Regions from separate parts of the Pan troglodytes genome. Here region 2 is linked to region 1. Evidence: chromatin contacts called from public Hi-C data. All regions are on one chromosome and are shown on one strand. The core of a region is the stretch at or near the end of the contact, and the rest is flanking DNA. Distances in the headings are between cores, read along the strand shown. Region 1 holds the start of LHX5 (LIM homeobox 5). Region 2 holds the start of TBX5 (T-box transcription factor 5).

The links. A called contact is a pair of places that touch in the nucleus more often than the background predicts.
Region 2: a contact with region 1 is called in a Hi-C map of induced pluripotent stem cells, with 6 times the contacts expected there. The contact joins the promoter of TBX5 here to the promoter of LHX5 in region 1. A contact is called at or near these places in 2 of 7 Hi-C or Micro-C datasets (induced pluripotent stem cells and stem cell-derived neural progenitor cells).

What each region holds. Positions count from the first base shown.
Region 1 is chr10:120,293,136-120,298,937 of NHGRI_mPanTro3-v2.0_pri, forward strand. It overlaps LHX5 (LIM homeobox 5), which reads right to left and starts at 3,277. Exons shown (of 5, transcript XM_001153819.5): 1 at 2,654-3,277; 2 at 451-674. The coding sequence starts at 2,826.
Region 2 is chr10:121,229,998-121,235,570 of NHGRI_mPanTro3-v2.0_pri, forward strand. It overlaps TBX5 (T-box transcription factor 5), which reads right to left and starts at 2,571. Exons shown (of 9, transcript XM_509400.9): 1 at 1,839-2,571. It overlaps LOC134807512 (a long non-coding RNA gene), which reads left to right and starts at 2,696. Exons shown (of 2, transcript XR_010148159.1): 1 at 2,696-3,028; 2 at 3,487-5,573.

The DNA.
Region 1 (5,802 bases), core at 2,027-4,526:
CGTACCCTCTGGAGAACTCCCACTTTCAAGGAGAGGGGACAAGGAGGGCACAGATTCCCTTGGGGCTTGGATCTTCCTCTCTCTTCCCTCCTCTCTCCAGACCTCAATTAATGTCCTTCCAGTGCATCAAGAAATTACCTGGAGCTCAAATGACACATAAGGGGGAATTGTGCGCTTCCAAATTAGGGGAGGAGGGCAACTTGGAAAAGGCTTCTGAATTGGAGGAGGGTGAGGCAGAGCTGGCACGTCTCAGATCCCCTGTAAAACCTGCTCCAAAGCCACTTCTCTTCTCTAGCCTCTAACCCCCTTGCCTTGCCCTAGAACTGCCTGGGGCTGATGAGCTCCAAGCTCAGCACAGACAGCACACCGGGGGCCAAGTAGGGAGTGCCAGGCTGGGCACGGTGGGAGGGTGCTAAGGCCTAAGGCTAGTGAGGGGCCCAGGCTTCCTACCTGAGTTGAGGCTGCCCTCCTTGAGGCTGGATGAGCTCAGGTAGTCGTCTTTGCACACGAACTTGTTCTCGTCGATGACGTAGAGCTCCTCGCCGGTGGACAGCTGCTTGTTACACACCATGCAGGTGAAACAGTTGAGGTGAAAGACTTTGCTCCGGGCCTTGCGCACCAGGTCGCTGGGCGAGATGCCTTGCGCGCAGCCGGCGCATTTGGTGCCAAAGCGCCTGTGGACACAATGTGCCCGTCACTATGGGGTGGGACTGCATCCAGCCCTCCCCAGCCCCTGACCTCTTCCCACCCGACCTGGCTTCGGTGAAGTCCCCATTTCCATATCTGTCAAACGGAACCCCAATCCTGAGCGCTCTGGCCAGAGTGGGAGAAGTGGGACAAATGTCCTGAGCTGCTTTTGGGACTGGGACTGCCATGCCTCCATTGGGACTTTTCAGATTCTCCTGAGCTGGGAAGGGGTGAGCAGTGGGTGCAGCGTTCAGCCAAGAAGAGAGCCCAGAGCACCCCAAGATGTCCTCCCCCAAACCCAACCCCTGCCAGGCCTGCCTGGGCTGCTGCAGGCAAACTCAGAGTCCATGAATGATTTGAAGCCAGGCGGGGAGGGTTTGGGCCACTTGGTGGCTTTGCCTCCTGGATCCTTTCTAGTCTGCTGGTGCCTAGCTAGGGCCAATCTGCCTGGCTGGCTGAGCCTAGCCATGAGGTGGGGAGCCCTTCTCCTAGGCTGGAAGGAGGAAGCAGAAAGGAGGGAACCTTCCACTGTTTTCCAGTACCAATGGAGAGGCTTTCCAATCCACCGCTCTGGGACCCGCTGGAGCTAATCAGGAGCTGTGGACAGCAGGGCCTCATAGTGATGGACCCTAGAGAGCAGGGATGAGTTTCAGCCCCCCTAAACCTCTGGCCTGGCAGGCAGCAGGGGAATGTGAATAGAGGACAATCATAGACCCTGCAAGGCCAGGACAGGAATCTCTCAAATCCCTGCTTTCCCGCGTTCCTGATCTCATTCCTTTTCTTTCTTCTTTGAGCTCAGGGAGAAAGCCAGCCTCCCCCGAAATAGGAGATGGGTGAGGCTCAGGTTGGGGGTGGGGTGGGGGAGGACCCAGGACTCTAGGGACCCCACATCTACTCACACCCATGTCTCTAAACAGGGCGAATTTGGGTGACATTGATGTAGTGAGGGCATTAGAAGCCATAAGTCACTTTTGGCCTTATCCGGCAGCGTAATTGGCCATATGCACCTTATCAAAAATCATTAGGCGCTTTGCAAGCACTGCTACATTAGGGGCATCGGGCCTCCGGGTCCAGGGAGTTAACACGTGTAAAGGAGCGGCTGACATTTTCTCCCATTCAAATTCCCAGTGCGGAGTCGCTGGGGCCGGCAGGCTGCCTTTCTCTATGGCGTGATTCACGCCCCCATTCCTCAGCGCGGGGAATTCCTGTTCACAAAGCCGGCTCTGGGTGCCCAGAGGAAACAGGCAGGGCTCAGCTGCCCCAAACTCCACTGGCTTCCAGGCTGGGGAAACTGAGGCCCACAGAGGTGATCTGCCCTGGCCAGCCAGAGGGCCCACAGGGGTAGGGGGGCTGGGGAGGTGCCACAGCCCAGTCTAGACCCCAGAGGTCCTGATTCTCAGCCTCGATTTCGTTTCTGCTTTTCAACATGGGAGGAAATGTTTAAGGGGTTGGGAGGTGGGTGGGGGAGGTTCTCTCCTCCCATCACCAGGGGAGACCTTCCTCGCTGGGTCCCCTCTGGAGCTGAGAAGTTTCTGTTTGGGATTGCGGCCGATGGGCTCACACATTCTGCCTGGAGCGAGAAGCCTTTAGGCGTCTCTAACTCATGCGAAAATCCTTCCTCTCTCTCGGGACGGGGCTTGAAGCTTCTGTCTTGGGGTTGCAGCTGCTTGGAAGGGGCGGAGAGGAGTGGATACCAAGTTTGTCAGGGCTTCCTCCCTCTGCCCCGCCAGCGCTCTGAGCCGGCCTCGAGCCAACGTGAGGCAGCGAAGCAGCGTCCTTCTTCCTCCGCCTGGGCTCGGGACCTTTCCTGGACCAAGGACAGGAGGAGAGCAAAGTGCTGCCCGCTCCCCATCTAAGCTTGTGATCCGGGGAGGCTGGGATGGGGATGGGGGTCTCCCCTTCCCCAGCGCCCCGGTAGAGCGCGCTCAGGGTGGGCGCGCAGGCAGCGAGCGGCGCGGCCTCTTACCTGAAAAAGTCATTTTTGCAGTAGAGCTTGCCCTCGCGCGAGAAGCACTTCTCCGAGAGGTTGGTTTTGCACTCGCAGCACTGAACACATTTGATGTGCCACGCGCGGTCCAGCACGTTCAGCAGAAAGCGGTCGAGGATGGGCCGCTCGCAACCGGCGCAGTGCACCATCATAGCCCCGCGCCCCGGCGGCTTCGGCCGCCTTGCCCTCCCTTTGGGCCCCTGGCCCTCGGGCCTGCCGGGCCCTCCGCTGCCCTTCGCCTCTTGTCTCAGCAGCTGCAGGGCGAGTCTGGTCCGGACCAAGACTCAGCCGGTCAAGTCCTTGGGCAATCTCTGGCCTGGCGCTGGGCTGCCCGGAGTGGGGTGGTGGGAGGCGGGTGGCTTTCACAACCTCATGCCACGGGCCGCACGCCCCGGCGCCTGTTCTGGGCTTCCCCAGGTATCTCGGGTGGCTGCTGGCCTCGGCGCTGCGGAGCGGCTTTCCCCGGTGGCGGAGGCGCCGGCACTTTCCCCCACTTTCAAGCGGTCCGGATCCTCATCTTTGTCTGGTCGCCGCGTAATTCGCGCATCCTTATTCAGATTTGGTGACGTGGCGCTGCACGTAGGGGGCCCAGCGGCCAATGGGCGCACCGTGGCCATGGCAACCTCTTAAATTTATAGCATATCTAAATTGGCTACAGCGTTGCGGTCCGGACAGAGCAAAAAAAACAAGGCATCAGTATTGTTGAGTATTAGCTTGTACCTGGTTCGGAGGCTAAGTAAGTATTTACCTTCCAGTTTGGGGCTGACGGGGCGGGGGCAGCGCGAAACGAAAACTGCGTCTCTCTTCCTCTCTCTTTCTCCTCACAAATATTTGGGGGTCACGGGTTCCAAGGCCTAGTCCGGGAGGTACCCCTGCCCCCTTCGCCATCCCTGGAACTTGCAGAAGTTGCCCCACGCCCCACACTTCGCTCCCCTTCTCCAGCCCAGCCAGCCCAGATTGGATTCCCCCACCCCCGCGCCCCCTCTGCGCCCTGAAGCTGCGTCAGCGCGGTTCTCCCGGCTCCCGGAGCCGGCCCCGGCTTCTTTTTGTCATACACGGGGCTGGGGCCCAGCCGGGCCTTTCTCATGGAGAGAGCTAGTGGAGACCGCGCGGCCTGGGTAGTTTTCCCCGCCCGGCCGCCGAGCCCAGGCCCAGGCCCAGGGTGGGGAGGCGGGGGAGGAGGAGGGGTGCCATTTGGCCTGGTCCCGAACTCCAGAGTTTCAGGCCTGAGTGCGCTGCTCACGGGGCTCTGAGGGAGATGTGGACAGGGGGAGATTCAGGGTGGACGGGTCTTCCCGCAGACAGCTCGGAGGTGGCACTCACCACGTCTCTCCTTTCCTCGCTGCACCTTCCAGATTCCAGGTCAGCCTATGGGGCACTGTGGTGAGTGGGTCGTACGGCTGAGGCGGGGGACACCAGCGACTATGAGAGCGCTGTTTGTATTCACGCCGTGCGGGCTGGGTGTGCAAGTTCGTCCCCTCATTGGGCGCAGGAGAAGTGGCGCACGTGTGTTCCGTGCTCGGCAGGGCGCCCAGAGTGTGAGGAGAGAGAGTGTGTGTGTGTTAAGGGGGAGGGGGGATGTTGGCAGGTGTGCGTGAGGAGGGGGTGTGTGGGTCTGAGTAGAAGGGACCAGGCCTCCTTTCCCCTGGGGCCAGCGTGGCCACCAGGGATCCTAGTTGGGGAAGCCGGGAATGGGCAACCAGGATTTTCCTTTCGCTTCTGGAAAGGGGGCTGAGGGAGTAGGGCCTGGGACCAAGGGCTGGAGCTAGAAGGGTTTGTGCCAGCACTTGGCTGTGAATGTTTGTTTGGGTGTGTTTCCTGAGCTTGTTAGTGTATACTCGCTGTTTGAGAATTCCATTTTTGCGTCTGTTTATTGTGTTAGTACCATCAATCCTGTGAGTAAATTTCTGCGTGTGCGTTTTCGTGTGTGCAGATTCTTGTGTTTGTAATTGTGTGTGGTCCTGCTAATGTTTGTGTTTATCACTGTGTGCACTTTTATTTTTGTTGGTCTGTGCCTATGTGTGTTTGCTTATTTGAGGACGCATAAATGTGAGGGTGTTTTCATGTGTACGTGTGCATTCACGTAAGAGTGTTTGTGTCTGTGTTTGCAAGCATTGATGTGAAGGTGTACTTTGAAAAATCTGAATGTGTGTGTTTGTGTGTAGGTGAGGGCGTGCATGCTTGAGACCCTGTGTGTATGAGACTGAGCTGGCTTGGTTGTGTTTGTGAGTGCAGAATTCTGAAGAGCTATGTTTGTGTGCCAGTCGCTGTGTGTGTGTGCCTGCAAATGTGTGTATTTGTGCAAACAGTAGTTTTTTGTTTATGCAACTCCTGTAGGCTTTTGTGTGTGTGTATGTGTGTGTGAGGGGGTTATGTTTGTATTTGTGTTTGTGTGTGTACTCCTAGCTGCGCTTACCTTTGTGGATTCGGAGGTTGAGGGAGCAGGATTTGTGGATGCCTGCGTTGGGGCTCAGGGATGCCCACTTGTCCCCCTTCCTCTCAGGCCTAGCACTGTCCGCCACAGTATCTAGGGGAGGTGATCTTGCTAGGGACAGGGAATTGGTGAGTGCTGGTTACAGAGTGGAACATTGACTCACCAGCCAGCCCGCTGGAAAAGGAATCCCTAACCCGGGCAGCTTCTGCTTGTTGGTGCTGTTACCTGACCCTCTAGCTTGTCAGGGGACAGGGATCTACAGAGCATAGTAGTAACGCTGGTTAGAGCCCAGCTCAACCAGGAACAGGCAGGATGAATCTCACTTGGCCTCCTAGGCTCGGCCATGAGAGACTTCAAATGGAACTGCAGTTTCTGGCAGCACTTGGCCCTGCCCGCCTGGGCTTAAAGGATCCTTGAGCTCTGGCAGGGGCAGAGCTGGAAAGAAATAAGAACCCGAAGAGGAGAGAGGTGCTCAGGCTCCCGGCAGAGGTGAACTGTGCTGCCTTCTCCGTCTTTGTCTCACTAGGCTTTTTCTGTCTCTCCCGAGTTCTCACCACATCTCTGTTTTCCTTTCTGTCGCCGTTTTTCTCTTATGCTCAGAATCTGTTCTCTTTCTGTTTCATTTTCTCTTGGTTCTCCCTTGTTTTCTTTCTCCATTTCTCTCTCTCTCTTTTTTTTTGTTCTCCTCCCCTGG
Region 2 (5,573 bases), core at 1,321-3,820, 940 kb after region 1:
AAGTCCTTTCTGAGCGCAGCTTTCAGGATTAAACTTCCCGGATTCGAGGTAAGAGTCAGTCTCTCTCACTCTCTCTCCCTCTCTCTCTCTCTCTGAAATACAAGCCAACTCAGCTGAGCACAGTGACGTTGGGTTGCCTCGATGCTCACAAAGTACTGAAATCGCCTATCCAACTAGCTCCCACTGCACTCTGTCGCCCTCCCCCTTCTCTCTCCCTCCCACCCTCCCGACCTCCCTTCCCCCCACCCCAAATTTCCACTAGATTTCCCGAACCCTCAAATCACAATACGACTCTCAACCCAGACCTGCAATAACTCCCTCCTCTCTACCCCTTTCCCAACCTCCATCCATCTCTGCTTCTCTGAGCAAGCGGTGGCTGCAAAAACTCCTGCACAAATCATTTCAAACGCGGTCGGCTTCTAACCGGGAAGTAATCTCAGTGACGCTGGCGGTGCAGAGAACCGAGTCTGGACGCACACACACAAACACACCGCGGGCCTCCGCAGCCTTGCAGACATTCTCTCCAACGCTGACCTCGAGAAGGAGAGCTGCCTGACCCCGCCTGGCCGGCGCTCGCCTTCCTGACATCTCCCCTCCACCCCCTACTCATCACCCCTACTCTCAACGACTCTGGGGTGAAGGCAGGGTGAAGGTGCATTGGGATGGGGGCCGAGATCAAAGATGCTAAGAAATCGCTGCGGGCCCCCACCCCCCACCCAGTGGGGCCACCAGACCTCCCCTGCTCCAGGTGTACACAAGGCAGTGCCCAGTTTTATTAAAATAATCAAACAGTCACTGGGGACTGGCTAGGGTTTTCATCTCCACTGGTCTCCTCTCCTTGCCCTTCCCCTCTCTGAGATGTGTGTGTGTTTTTTTTTTTTTTTTTTAGGGTGAGTTGAAGAGGTCAATAAAAGCATAAACACAGTCAGTAGGTCTCAGCCTGAGCAGACCCAGATTGGGACACCGAATATTGGTGCTTGGAGTAAATGTCAGGAGTCCTGTTCTGTTTCCCATCCTTACCTCCTGTACCCCCATCATACTGATTTTTCTAGGGTTCTGATAAGAGACTTGGGCCTGCAAGTCAAGGTCTGGAGAAAGGGATGGAGGGAGGAGAAATGCCCCGAGATCAGCAGCTGTGTAACCCTCTGTGACTGCTCTGCTAAAATCCCAGGCCAGGCCATTGCTGCAAAATGCCAAAGTGGAGAATCTCCAACCCTGAATGTGGGGCAACCAGGGAGAAAGCCAGCCCTCCTTTGCTATGGTGCTCACTCCACCTTCCAGGTTTGTTTGCAAACAGATCTTTTCCCTTTGCCCAGGCGATTTATTTATTTGTGAAAACACCCTCACCCTCCAAGTCAGCTTGGAGGCCTTTGGGCTTGCTAACAAGGCGACCCTAGGCGGAAGACACGAAAAACAAACATGGCATCGGAAGAAGGCTGAACCGCTACATCTCCAGTAGAGGGAAAGGGAAATCCAGAAAGACCTTCCCAATCCCTTTAGGTTCTCAGAGATTTGGGGATAAAATTAATTCCCATAAATAATCTTCAGGCCCCTCCAGAGAGGAAAAATCTGGACTCTCCCAGGTAATAGCCCAGCCAGATTTGCTTAGCTCATTGAGCACAGATGGTCTGGGCCACCAAGCAAAATAGGGATTTTCAAACCTTTCGAGAGAATCCATTCTTGCCAGGTGACACACGAAGCCATTCTTATTTCGTTCATGAAAAGTAGCAGCACAGCAAGAGAAGATTCAGCAAGACCAAGACGGGGTGAAAAGCCAAGGAGGGCCAAGTGCAAAGAGAAACCTATTTCCCCCCTTAGTCCTCCGGGGTGAAACTCACCTCCAACTATCCCACCTCTTCTTTGTAGCGCAAAAGCCAGGAGTGCGCCTCGCTGGAGAGGAGGGCTCAGGTGAAGACTTTGAAAAGGACCACCAAAAGAGACCTCTTTAGGCCAGGTCTTCTTCCAACGTCTGTCAAGAAGAGCACGTATCTCCCAGCTCAAAGTTGGTTTGTGGTCTCCGACAAATTAAATATTACTGTTTATTACCAGGCATACCCCAGTAAAATAAAGAGGCAACCAGGCGATAGCGACTATCTCACCAGCCGCTGCACCTATAGGACTTGGAGACGTCACGAGTCACGCAACCGGCCCGCGCGCTGTCACGTTTGGCTGGGGGGCAGCGGCGGGAGGTAAATTTCTCTCCGTCTTCGCCTATCAGTGCCGGGTCTGCGCAGCCACAAGTCCCGGACGTCTTGGCCCCGGGAATAAATAAAGACATAAACCAGCCCGGCTTTCTCCGGAGAAATGAGGGTGATGAACATAAGACACAAATAGAGCCAAGATCGACTTTCTTAGGAAGGGGGAGAGGAGGGAACTCTTCACGAAGGGAGGTGGGAGTCCACCTCAGACCTCTATTGGAAGGAAATCGAGTTGTTCCGGGGGACCGAGGTCTCTTGCATAAGGCATGGGATCCTTATTATTATTATTTTTTTAAATCCCCCGCGGAGGAGCTCTTGGCAAATGAATACCGAGGCGCCGCTCTAGCTGGTTAGGCTGGGGATGCGATAACTCAGTGCCCTCTTGCAGACTTGCATAGAAATAATTACTGGGTTGTCGTGGAGGGGACACGAGACAGAGGGAGTTCTCCGTAATGTGCCTTGCGGAGAGAAAGGTCCAAGAATGCAATTCGTCCCAGAGTGGCCCGGCAGGGGCGGGGTGAGAGTGGGTGGTGGAGTAGGGGTGGGAGTGGAGAGAGGTGATTTCTGTAGAGAATAATTATTGTACCAGGGCCCGCCGAGGCACGAGGCACTCTATTTTGTTTTGTAATCACGACGACTATTATTTTTAGTCTGATCAATGGGCACAATTTCTAAGCAGCGCAGTGGTGGATGCTCGCAAACTTTTGCGCACCGCTGGAAACCCACTAGGTTGAGTTGCAAAACGTACCGCGTAGACGCCCCTGGTGGCGCCGAGAGAAGAGCTAGGCCTGCCCAGCACAGAGCCGGAGAGCGTCGGGCCTTCCGGAAGGGTAAGTTCTCCGCCAAGTGGTCCCGAGGGAGCTGGACGTCTGAATCTGGACTTGCCCCCAGCTTCGGGGTTCGATTCTGGGTTTTGCGCGTCCCCAACCCCCAGGGCTTTCCGAAGCATGGCCTGGCTCCAGGCCCGGTCCTGTAAGGACTGGAACGGCAGCAAAATGTGCAGGGAGGCAGTCGGCCGGCAGAGCTGCGGCGGGAGCCAAGGTCAGGCCCGCGGGGAGAGCGGGCAGCTTCCAGCGCCGGCCACAAGCTCCCAGGCCAGCTGGGCCGCAGACCCCTTTGCTTCCAGAGAGCACAACCCGCGTCCTTTCTCTCAGCCAGGCTGCAGTGGCTGCCCCGAGCTTCGCTTTCGTTTCCCAAGTTGTTAATAACGATACGTCCCCAAATCCGAGGCTCGTGTTTGCTCCCAGATGCCAAGAACGCAACCCGAAATCCTTCTCCCAAACCCTAGGTCGACGAGATGAGTTCCTACTTGACCTCTGAGCCGAGGTGGGCCGGAAACCGAGGCCTAGGCCCCGCCGGGGCTGCAAGGAAAAGGCGAAACTCCGAGCGTAGCGTCTTTTCCGTGTGGTTCCTTTCTCTGGCATCCCGGACCGCGGGCCCTGCAGCCACCTGGACCGGCGTTCAAAGGATTCTGCAAGTCCAGCTTCACAGACTGGCTTTCCCAGACGCTCCGAAGCCCGCACCACGAACAGAATAAAGGAGAGACGAGAGATCGCAACTAGATTTGAGAATCCTCGTTCTTTTCCCCAATCGTTCGGGCAGTAAACTCCGGAGCCGGCTACAGCGCGCATCCTCCCTTCCTCCTTTAGGAGGACTGTCGCTTTCCCGAAGCTGCTCCCAGCTGGGCTTTCTCCCGAAGTTTATTTTTCTCATTTTGCAAAATTCCTGCCCTGATTTTAATACTGCAACAGGACAGCAGAGGTTCCTCTTTAAAAAGTCAAAACCCAAACCAAAGGGGCCCATTGCTGTTGATAATTTTTTTCTTCACTTTCTCCTTCCGTTTTTAAGAAAGACACTTCCAAAACTACCCATTGTTTTCCTCTCAAAAGAGAACTCGCTTTAAAATGCATCCCTTTCTATTTCTCTCCGGATATGTCCCCACCTGACCCGGTGGCAACTTGTGGGGCGTGGGGGTGGTGAAAAATAGAAGTGTGGACGGGGCTGGGAAAATGAATAAGAATTATAACAATAGAAATGATGACAAAACTAAACTTTGACCAATTCAATTTGCAAAAGAAAGGGTTGGTCTGAGGGTGAGACATTCCCTGGTTTCTCAAGGGGGTCACTTTCCCTCTCACCGAGTTAAATCTGGCTCTGTTATATTTTTTCCAGGAACACAGTATGTCTCTTCCCAATGTTTTATTCGGTTTCTGGTTTCCCCACTTTTGACCGGAAGTATGTGGGAAGGATACTGGCTGTTACTATTATGATTATTGAGTGTCCAATACTCTCCTCCAATATTTCCACCAAGAATTATTATCGCTGCTCTCCTCATTCATGTTAGTGTTGCTTTGTGTGCTTTAGATGACAATCGTCCTCTTTCCTCTCCAAGTTTGGAGGGTGAGGGTTTTTTGTTGTGGTGGTGGTGGTTGGGTTTTTCTTTGTTTTGGTTTTTTTGTTTTTCCTGTTCAGGGTAATGAAATGAGAACTGGAAGAGGGGATATCATTTCGAGGCCCAGCTGAGAAGGATCCCAATGCTAAAAATTTACACACTTCAAAGAGCAGAAAGGTGGAAGCGTGTGCTGCTTGGACACAAGGATGCCACTGTTCTTATCTCCTCCAATTTGGGAAGTGCCCAGCCTAGAAAGGTGAGGGTCCCATCTGGGAGACCATGGAGTACCCCCAGGGTCACACTGAGCCTAAGAACTTCAACCATCCTGCAGGTCAAAACCCACTGATAGGTCTCCCAAAATGTTTGGGGTAGGGGGAAGAAACATAGGGCATTCCAGGTCTGTAACCCTGCAAGAGAGAGACTCGAACTAATATGTCTAGGTCTGGGGTGAAGGTGGGGGGCCTGTCTGGATACCTCCTCCCTCAATTGAAGGGCTCGTTGGAAACATAGGAACCCACTGCTCTCTGGGACTCTGGAAAGACAAATTTTCTTTGGCAAACGGAACAGTGTCGCGCTGTCGACAGAGCAGACTATTTTTCTTGTTCCCTCACAAGGTGGGGGTGGGGGGAAAGAAAAGGAAGCAAGAAAGAAAGGGAAATTAAGTCCACACGTGTTAAGCTCGCTCAAAGGGCCAGAGTCAAAACCAGAGATGAAACTTCGACTCCAGTTCTGGCTGCCCGCGGGCCTCTTTCCAACCAGCCAGGCCTCACAGAGCAAGGCATCCCCACTGGAGAGAATTCGATCTGATGTTTCATAAAGCGCTTTATTTAAGGAGAAGGGGCATGGGTCTGTCTCCAAGTCTACGCTGCAGAAATCCAGAATTTGTAGCGGCAAAGAAAACAAAGGAGATAACAATTGTAATCATAATTACCCTCTTTATGAAAACTCATCTTGATGTCCTCCAAATCAAAACAACAATTCAG